Linked DNA regions of Mus musculus: regions 2 and 3 are each linked to region 1. Evidence: chromatin contacts called from public promoter capture Hi-C data. All regions are on one chromosome and are shown on one strand. The core of a region is the stretch at or near the end of the contact, and the rest is flanking DNA. Distances in the headings are between cores, read along the strand shown. Region 1 holds the start of Magt1 (magnesium transporter 1). Region 2 holds the start of Hmgn5 (high-mobility group nucleosome binding domain 5). Region 3 holds the start of Taf1 (TATA-box binding protein associated factor 1).

What was found. Promoter capture Hi-C pulls out the DNA fragments that hold promoters and counts their contacts. Capture Hi-C pulls out chosen DNA fragments and counts their contacts.
Region 2: a promoter capture Hi-C map of liver shows a contact between it and region 1, with 2.9 times the contacts expected there. The contact joins the promoter of Hmgn5 here to the promoter of Magt1 in region 1. A contact is called at or near these places in 2 of 39 promoter capture datasets (erythroid cells and pre-B cells) and 2 of 9 other capture datasets (adipose tissue and liver).
Region 3: a promoter capture Hi-C map of pre-B cells shows a contact between it and region 1, with 3 times the contacts expected there. The contact joins the promoter of Taf1 here to the promoter of Magt1 in region 1. A contact is called at or near these places in 2 of 39 promoter capture datasets (liver and pre-B cells).

The regions. Positions count from the first base shown.
Region 1 is chrX:106,010,257-106,013,753 of GRCm38.p6, forward strand. It overlaps Magt1 (magnesium transporter 1), which reads right to left and starts at 1,546. Exons shown (of 10, transcript NM_001190409.2): 1 at 1,406-1,546. The coding sequence starts at 1,507.
Region 2 is chrX:109,011,453-109,014,735 of GRCm38.p6, forward strand. It overlaps Hmgn5 (high-mobility group nucleosome binding domain 5), which reads right to left and starts at 1,928. Exons shown (of 6, transcript NM_016710.2): 1 at 1,800-1,928. The coding sequence starts at 1,814.
Region 3 is chrX:101,531,249-101,534,703 of GRCm38.p6, forward strand. Taf1 (TATA-box binding protein associated factor 1) reads left to right here and starts at 1,487. Exons shown (of 39, transcript NM_001290729.1): 1 at 1,487-1,753; 2 at 2,247-2,361; 3 at 2,497-2,613. The coding sequence starts at 1,574.

The DNA of each region.
Region 1 (3,497 bases), core at 296-2,795:
TCTAGGGGATTCTACACCTTCTTTGGCCCTCCATGACGGCAGTGAGCACACACGCATGCAGCAAACACTCCAAAACAGAAAGGCTCTATCAATTTCTTCACCCAGCCAAAAGGCTGCTCACTGGATTATATCTTTAATATTTGTACATTTTTATTTTCCTCTTTGCCAACTTCCCTAATATAATGTTTTCCTTTGCTAGCTCTTCAGTGTTATTGTTTTCAAATAGGGTCTCGTGTAGCCCAGGCTAGCTCTAATTCACTTATTGGCCAAGGATGACCTTGAATTCCTGAACCTCTTTCACTACAGTGTTCTGAATACAGGCATGCCCACCATATGAGGCTTTGCTTAGTTTTTAATCTTATGAAATAATTCAAATACTCAGATAGATACAGAAATTAGTTTATTTATATAACTTAATAGCTGCAATGTTTAACTGGTATTTCAAAAATGTCCTTATAGGTTTTGTGTACTAAAGAATGCACTGGAAATGGCATTAGAGTTAATGGCTTTAGTCTACTTTAAATACAGTAATTAACTGTGTAAAACTAGGGCTGCTCTTCCTTATAAAATTAGAGGGTATAAATAATTATCACCAGTTTTTTAAAGCTCTATGAGTATATGGTTCTAAGTCACAAATGTTCAGAAACACGGGGCTAAAATCCATATGTTCAGACTGCTAAACATCAAGCTAAAAAAAAAAAAAAAAAAAAAAAAAAAGCTGGGCCGTCCCAGCTCACACCTGTAACCTCAGCACTTGAAAGGCAAAGGATTGTCATGAGGTCAAGGCCAGAATGGGCTATAGGGGGGAGAATGCTTCAAATGAAACAGAACAAAAAAATAAACAGAAAGGAATACGAATATTGTATGTTTTCTACATCTCAAAGACTGCCTGTTCCATAAATTGGGGGGGGGGGGCTTAGTTTGCTCTTTCGTGATTGGTGTCCGTCACCAAATACAGACGTTTTACACATTCTGAACGCTTGAACACGGGCATGAAACTGGCATCATCTCACTCATCTAATTTTTCCACTCCTGGGTTGACATGACAGACACATGTCCGAGAGAGCTACATATGGTCGGCAGCAGAAGCTTGCATTATTATATCCTCTGGGTAGCAAAACGAGCTCCTCAGCCCAACACCCAAAGCGGTCCAAACTCCAGGAGTGTCACTACTTGTAGCTGCACGTTCCCCAGCTGCTGGAAGCGAGGTGGTCACCTACTCCAGCCTGCTTTTGAATGTGAAACCCTACAATACAAGAAGTTGCAGCTCCCGCTTTTGTGAAGCCAACTTCCTCCCAACCGCGGACTCCAAGTCACGCCCAGCACAGATCCCTGGGAAGGGGCGAGCGGACCCTTTCTAGCCCCAAGTCGAGAAAGTCCCTGCCGCTGGCAGGCGCCGCCTCACCTCCTTCTTTCTTTGGGCAGAGGCCGAAGGAACCTTGGAAACGAGCAGCAGTGCCACCGCTGCGATCGCACACACAGACCAGAACCACCTTGGCGAGGCCATGTTCACGCTTCTCTCTTGGCGGCGGGGCGAAACTTTCTTCCAGCACGGTCCGAGGGTGGGGCGTGAGAACGGGCGAACCGAGCCCTTGCCGCTCCCCATTGGCTCGGCTCAGCCCTGCCGCTCGACCCCTCACGTGACCTCACGCTCAGCAGACGCCCGCTTTTAAAAAAAAAAAAAAAGTTCTTTTCCGATTGGTTCCCGGGAGCCAATCGGAAAAGGATAATCTGGAGGTTTCTTATTGGTCCGCTGAAAAGGCTGCACCCTTTTCCTACGTGTAAAGACATCGCGCTCAGCGAACTTTTAGTACACATGCGCAGGTTTGAAATGGCGCTGAGGTTTTTTTTTGTTGGTTTTTTTTTTTTTTGAGGCACAAAATGGCTTGTACGTTTAAAAATGGAATCATCATCTAGAAAGCGTTCCTTCCTTTAGAACTGTTTGATTTTGAGCTGGCCTAAGTAACAAAAGCCTCTAATCCACGCATTTTGAATGTGAAAGCAAGAGCATCAATTGTTCAAGGTCATCTTTGGCTCCATTGTCCGGATCCCAGGCCACCTGATTAATGTAAGATTGTCTCAAACATAAAGGAGCCCTCGTGATTTCTCCCAGCCAAACTCCCAGGTTTGGGAGGTGGAAGTGGAGGCAGGACGATTAGGAATTCAACAATTCAAGGAACCTTCAGAGTTCCATTCTAGCCAAGTCCAAGGGAACTACGTGGTCTAAAGCAGAAGCTTGCATTATACCCTCTGGTAAGCAAAATTAATTTCTCAGCCCAAACCTCAGCGCTGACAACACCCAAAACATCCAAATATCTTACATCAAAAGTGGTTTTGTTTTGTTTTGTTGAAATTTGCTCCTTTAGTATAATACTCTGGGACAGGTGCTGGAGAAATGTCTCAAGGGTTGAGAACATTTAACTGTTTTTGGGAGAAGACCCTCCCGGGACCGGCATGGTGGGTAACAGCCTAGTAGTCCCAGGAGATCTGATGCACTCTTCTGATCTTTACAGAGACCAGGCACACACCCATTGCATGTACATTCACGCTGCCACCCCCCCACACCAATCTTTTTTTCAAGCACATACTATTCTTGAAGATGGCTTAAGTACTGTTCCTATGACTGCAACTCCTGATGAAGTTGCTTTGGTCAGGGTGTTATAACATGGCAACAGTAACCCTAAGACATTGGGGAAATATAGATCAGTTGATAGGACATTTAACTGTTATTTGTAAACACATAGGTTTAATCCTCAATATTTCCTCAGTATACACACAAGCGCGTGCACACACACACACACATTATAATTTGGATTTATTTATTTATTTATTTTGCAGCACAGGGCACAGTAAAGGATTGAGTAAAGGACCCCACACAAGCTGGGCAAGCATTTTATCACAACTACATCCAAAGCCCAAGGTGCATTTATTTTGAATGTGTGGAACATACTATGTGATTATTCTTTTAGGTCCTGCTAGAAAGCAAAAACCCCACAGAATTATAATAATTCCACTATTTGGAGAGTTAAGGAGATGATTGTTGAAAGGAAAGTAACTGCTTTAAAAGAGGGACGGGCTGGAAAAATGGCTCAGTGGTTGAGAGCAGGCCCAAAAGATCCTGAGTTCAATTTCTGGCCACCACATGGTGGCTTATAGCCTTCTATAATGAGATCTGGTGCCCTCTTCTGGCCTGCAGGAATAATGCAGGCAGAATGCTGTATAAGTAATAAATAAATCTTTAAAAAAAAAGAAAGGAAAGTAATTGGTCTCCACATAAAGAGATATGAAATAAAATGAGCCTGGCGGTGCATACCTGTAATCTCAGTATTCAGGAGATAGAGGCAGGAGGATATCAGGGATTAATGCCAGTCTAGGCTGCATAGGGAGTTCCTCCTTGAGCTACAAGAGACCCTGTCTCAAACAAAACAAAGCAAAACAAGACAAAACAAAACAAAATAAACAAAAAGACAGATGAGAAGAGAGCAGAAGAGAGACAG
Region 2 (3,283 bases), core at 678-3,177, 3.0 Mb after region 1:
GGGGGAGAAAAAAAAAAAAAAGAAAGAAAGAAAGAAAGAAAGAAAGAAAGAAAGAAAGAAAGAAAGAAAGAAAGAAAGAAAGAAAGAAAGAGGATCATCAATATAAACATGTAGAGCAGAAAATGTCGCCAACTTTAGACACTTGTGACTTTTTCCCTGGGCTCCTGGTCCAGCAACCACGTGCTGCTTCTAGCCCCTCTTCAACACCTACTGTTTTAGTAATATGAAACGTGGACCAAGATGCAAGGTCATGCTTAAGACCTGTTTACAAAGAGTCAGTGTAACCTTTTTGAATAAATAAGGCCTCTTAAGAACACACCATTTTCATTTTGAAATCCACCTGCTCTAATGTTAAAGCCAAAACAAGGGTTGGGCGGGACGAAGGAAGGCGGAGCTTCTTGCAGTTTCCCTTTCTTGCCTTATGTTTGCTATGCAATTGTATCTATCTGACCAGCTCTACTGATTATGGACTATTTTCCTCCTCAAGTTCTGCATACAAAACAACAGTCCCACCATACTTTCAAGGAAGGAGGTCTTTGTTCTAACGTTAACGTTTTGTTCAGAGAAGCAGGAGGCGGATTTTAAAACTTCCCGCCACTACCTGCTACAAGGTTGCTGTCAGCTCTGCAAAATAGCAAGATCCATTGCACAAGACGAAAAGAGCCTGGCGGCAGGAGTCTCGGGAAGGGGGGTGGTGATTAGAAACAATTGCTTTCGGTATCTGAGTAGCCCTTTACCCTGGGAATTACCAGGCTATTATTTCAATGATACAGCCCCAGAGCACTGAGGAATTTCAGCCTCATTTCTATGTTCTAGGAATACGGAAGGCGGACGGATTCACAAGAATATATAAACAATCATAAGGCTTTTACATTAACACAGTATTTCATTTTATGATTTCACCAAGCAATGAAATAGCATTCCATTTTAGTTGTAAGATACTCGGGGGAGGGGGAGGGGTGGTGGAGGAACACACAAACACCGAGCTTCAACTTATATGTGCGCGGAGACAGGAATTTTGAAGTGAAGGGTTACAGAAGACCTGTAGCCCTTGGTAGCTCGGATCAACTCCCCATGTCTAAAGTGAACTAATCTCACGCCACCCCACCATCCAACGCTGTTAGTAGTTTCTCGGACGCGGCTCTCTAATCACCTTTCCACCTTTAACTAGAGAGTTCCGAGAGTGCCAAATCTCTCAGATCTAAAGTTTCTAATTACAGCGGTGAATCTCTCCCTTCTCTAGGACAGTTTGAAGTCTGCGCCGCCTAATGGCACAGGATTACCATTGCATAGCCATCTGGCATGACAAGAAGTGGAGGAGGGAAGAGGGGGGAAAAAGGAAAAAAAGAAAACGGAAAGAACAAAGGCAAAAAACAAGAGAAAGCCAGGGCTTTCGTTCCCCCAAACGGGATGGTTCTCTGAGAAAAACGGGAGGTAGAGGAGGAAGCTGGCGCTGGAAGTGTGGTTGGGAGAAGAGTTCTCCAATAGGGTAAGCGGAGGAAGGGGGGTGGGGTAGGAAGCGACAGCACAGCGCTATGGCTGTTTGTAATTCAGCATGGAGACACCTCTCAAACGATTCTCTCCCTTAAACAAAACAAGCCAAAAGTGAACTACCAGTTGCATACGAGACCTTCTGAAACCAAACACAGACGGATCGCTACCTTTCCCTCGCCTTCCATTCAGGACATCATAAAATCAAACTAGAAGCCAAAATGATCTTTCAAAAAGATACAAATCTCTGCGGTAGGAAATATGTATTTCGGCAGCTAATATCCCGTCTATCTTCCCATTTCACTTACCTTTCTTTTGGGCATTGTTGCAGCTCTCCGTTGGAGATCCTTAGGCAGGAGGGAAAAAAGCCGAGAGGAGTCTCTGCCTGACCGCTCCGCGAGCGACTGAGTTTTCAATGAACTAATTGCAGCACGATATGTACTCGCGTCCCCCCTCCCCCTAAAAAAAATCTCTCGTTATTGGCAACATTAAACACGCCAAGACGCAACCAAACTACGTGAATGGTTACCCGAAGTGGGAGCCAGGTTGGAGTGACAGGCTGTCAGGCCAATGAGGGGAGGTGGCCGGTTCGGAAGGCGTGGCCCGCGAACTTGCCCGAAGCCCTCGTATGCTGCCGGCTTTGACTGCCTCTAGGGTGCCGGAGTCCACGCACTTAGCAGACGCCTAGTGCTCCAACGTGACCAGCAGGAAATCCAGTTTTCTTGCCTTTTCACCTTTTTTTTTAAGTTAGAACGACAAGCGAAAGCTCAAACAGTTGGTTTTTTTCCCCCCACGATCTCCACCCCCCTTCCTTCTTCGCGCGGGGTGGCGGGCCCTTTTGAGACTGGATTGAGCCAGAAGCTCCAGTCTTTCCCAGTTAGCAAAAGGGCGAGGTTGGAGTGACAGGCTCACCCGTTTAGAGACCAGAAAAAGAGTAGGGAACGTTTCTGGTCGTGAGAACTTCCCGCCAATGCTGAACTGTGGTCCTGGCTTTAGAAGGGTGCCAGAACTGCGCGCCTCCCTCAGGTGGAGAGTAGCAATAAATCCGGGACCTGGAAGAGCAGGACTCCACTGCAGGCCGCCTACCTTCTAAAAGAGCTAGTACTCCGCCTGGAGAGAATCTAGCAAGAATTAAAAGGGGCCACGCGGGAAGTCAGTAATAACAGAGGTCACCCAGAGGAAAAACAGTGACTTTAATGGATTTGTAATTCAAAGATGATATTTAGGGCTACATAGAAAACCAAACCAAACCATTCGTTATCTTTATTACTGAAACTTGAGGTGTCTCCTTATTTATTATTTTTTTTTTAATTTTTTGGCCCACAGAAGTGCCCCCTGAACCTATTCTAGTCTCAGAAGGTGTTTAAGTAGCAGCTTTCTGTTCTGAGAATCTTCCATTTGCCCTCTAGTGTCAGAGTCTGAGACCTAAACGTTTGGTGAAAAGAAAAGAATAATATGCTTAGAAAAAAATCCGGTTAAAACAGAGTGCTGAGGGCTGCTAATTGTTACTGGAACTAGGCAAGCCGGGTCCCTGCAGCCTTTTTTGAGATGTGCTTTGCTTCAGTTGTTGAAAGAGCTAATTGTATTTAAAAGTGCTTCAACAACAGTCTCCATTCCCTAAGCTGAAAGTCTAATCAGAAAAGGAAATTAACCTTTTAAACAGTTACTTAAAAATTTAGGCCCCAGCCTAGTGGTGTATGGCTTTAATCCCAGCACTTGGGAGGCAGAATCAGGCAGATCACTGTGAGATCAAGACTAGCCTGGTCTACATACAACAAGCAAGCCAGAGTTA
Region 3 (3,455 bases), core at 237-2,736, 4.5 Mb before region 1:
ATACCCGTGCACAGACACATACAGATCATTTCAAAAATAAATCTTAAAAAAAGAAAATGTCCCCATGTATATACTAAAGAGAGGTGATCAAATATAATCGCACGACTGAACTTGTTGGCAGAGACCTATAATTTCAGTTAGTTGGGAAGCAAAGAATGGAAAATTCAAGGCCTGGCCCAGGAAACTTAAGTGGGACTCTGCCTCAGAACAAACTAAACATGAACAAGCAAACAGGCACAAAAAATGCAAAGTAGGAACTCTGAACAGATCCTCGGTTTGGCCACAGTGAAGATGCTCCAATTCAAACAAGTCTGTGTGCCACCATGGTGATCTGAAACATGAAATATGTCCTCAGGATGGGGCTCCGGGGTTGGTGGCAGATATGTTACCTACAGAGGCACCTCACTGGTTCAATATGTCTATTTACACAAATATATAGAGTACTTAAAAAACTTTTTTTTAAAGATAGGGTTTCCCCTAGTAGCCTGGAGCTTAACTATGTATACTATGCTGGTCTTACAGAGACAATTCTTTTTTTTTTTTTTTTTTTTTTTTTTTTTTAGTTATTTCGAGACAGGGTTTCTCTGTGTAGCCCTGGCTGTCCTGGAACTCACTTTGTAGACCAGGCTGGACTCAAACTCAGAAATCCGCCTGTCTCTGCCTCCCGAGTGCTGGGATTAAAGGCGTGCGCCACCACTGCCCGGTTCAGAGACACTTCTACCTCAGGTTTCCATTCCTGGCAAAATAAGGTTATTTTTTAAGTACAGGGAATTGAATCTATGTTGGCCAGTGAGCTGTATCCCAGCCTTGTATATTTCTGTCTCTCTTTCACTTTCTCTCCCCTCTTCAACCCCCCCCCCCTTCTCCCACTCGGTTTCTTTCTTCTCTCCATGCTTTTACACATTTACACACATATATACATACATACACACACACATATATATGCATATATGTGTATGTATATATATATATATATATATACATATATATATATATATATATAGTGCTGGGAATCATATGTGCGCTTAAAAAAACTATGAAAATGTTTAATGTTTGTGAATCTTGAAGTTTCGGTTGCTCATTTTACTAAGCTTAACATTTTACCATGGGAAAATGTAAATTCAAAATAAGTAAGTAGCAGTCGTCCCCCTATCACAATTCATAGTAATGTTCCTTTGGGGAACGGCACAAACCGGAAAAGACGGCTCAAATCATTATTGTGTAGTGTGTACTGTAGCCGGTGACGCGCGGTTTCCAGAGGTCGTAGGTCACGCCGCCTCAGATCTACTTTCTTATTGGAGAAAAATCTGCCGCTCTTACCATAGCAACCAGAACGGACCCGCGCAGTTGATGGGCGGGACTGGTTTGTTTGACCAATCACCTTCCAGTTATCCAGCCTGATCTTGGGCGGACCAATCAAACACATCAAAGGAAGTAGCCATCCCGACATCAAAGGATCACGTAGGACGGCCCATCCTTCCCCCCTTTTTTTCAACTTCCGGTAGCCTCTGGTTGGGTCAGGGAGCGCTGCAAGTCACCCGTGTGCGACTGACGTATTTTTTCTTTCCCGCCCATGGGCCCGGGGTGGGCTGGGCTGCTGCAGGACAAGGGTGGCGGTAGCCCTTCCGTCGTCATGTCCGACACAGACAGCGACGAAGAGTCGGCTGGTGGAGGCCCATTTTCTCTAACTGGGTTCCTGTTCGGCAACATCAATGGAGCAGGGCAGTTGGAAGGCGAAAGCGTCTTGGATGACGTGAGTCGTGGGCCTGGGGCGGCGGGTGCTGTGGCTAGGGAGAACTGGAGACAGCGCGAGAGGGCTCAACTCGGAGGAAGGACGAAGAGGAAAAGTCTTAAGTGTCAGTCACTGATGCTGAGGTGTTGGCTTCGAAGGTAACATTCTCCTTGCCTGGTAGGAAAGATAATAGTTAACTCTAGTAAGGTTATCAGAACCGCCACTGTGGAAGGCCTTCTTAAAGACCCTTGGAACTCTGCTTTTTCTGGCTTTTGCTGATCCTAATGGCTCCAAAGCCAGGACTACGGATGGAACGTGTGTTGTTCGGAACTGATCTGTATGGAATTTAGCAGATTTCCTATATAGTTCTTGAATGTGATGTTTCTTTGAGCAGCACTTCATGAAATAATTTCTCAGATGGATTTGTGACTTTGTTATGAGCAAGGGAAATATACTTGTGTAGGACCTTCAGGTTTAGTTGTTATTTTCGACCCTCATGCTGTCCCCTTTTCAGGAGTGCAAGAAGCATCTTGCGGGCTTGGGGGCTTTGGGTCTTGGCAGCCTGATCACTGAACTCACAGCAAATGAAGAATTGTCCGGGAGTGATGGTGCCCTGGTAAATGATGAAGGTAAAGTGTGGGCCATGGGGAGGACAGTGTGGGTGGGGGGAGGAGATTAGCCTGTTGTACGCTTTTCAGTGGGGATTTTCTAAGGAAGTGATAATTACTTGCTTTCTCTTGAGACGTCTCCCTTTTTATCCATAGGATGGATTAGGAGTAGAGAGGATGCTGTGGACTATTCTGACATCAACGAGGTGGCAGAAGATGAAAGTAGAAGATACCAGCAGACAATGGGAAGCTTGCAACCCCTTTGCCACACAGGTGATTCTCTCTCCGCCCCCCCCCCCCCTTCTTGTTTTCTAGCAATGGGTCTTTCAACATAGCCCTGCCTGACCTGGAACTCATTATGCATGCAAGATTGTCCCAAACTCATAGAGATGCATTTGCCTCTGTTTCCCAAGTGCTAGGATTAGACATGTTCCCCACTACGCTTGGTATTCTTTAATGTTGCAAAATTGGCAGTTTAGTACATTTTCTTCCTGAATAAGTCTGTTTTGGGCTCTGTCTTGTATATTTAATCTCTGCCATTGTTCTTGCCTGCCAATACATTTGCTCTGTATGCTGTTTCCACTGTCAATTCAGTGCCAAGTAGTAGGTATTCTCTTACCAAATTCAAGCTTTTATTTTTATAATGTTCGGTCTCAAATTGTTGATTAATGACAAGGGTGAAAATGATTTCTTGTCATCTCATATATTTTAGTGCCTGTAGATTTGATATAACTATTCTTATATGCTTTTCAAAGTTAAAGATGAAAACAAACCCACTCTTTGCCCTTAAGATTTTAAGATTAAGAAGGGTTATGTTTATAATCTCATGTCAATGAGCAAATGTATTTTGACTCAAATCATTCCCCTATTATACTTCTTTTTCTTCAAAACATAAGTATTTTCCCTGCTGTATTTTAGAATAACAGTCTCAGAATCGGAAGAGGTTTATTTGTTTGGCCTCTGCCTCTGGAGTGTTGGGATTAAAGTCTTGTATCACCACACTCTGCTTTTATTTTCTATTTTTGAAACTTTTAGGCCTCAAAATTGATTACGTAGCTGAGGTTTGTTTTGGAACTCCTTTGATATTCCTGCTTCTACCTATCAAGTTTTGGGAT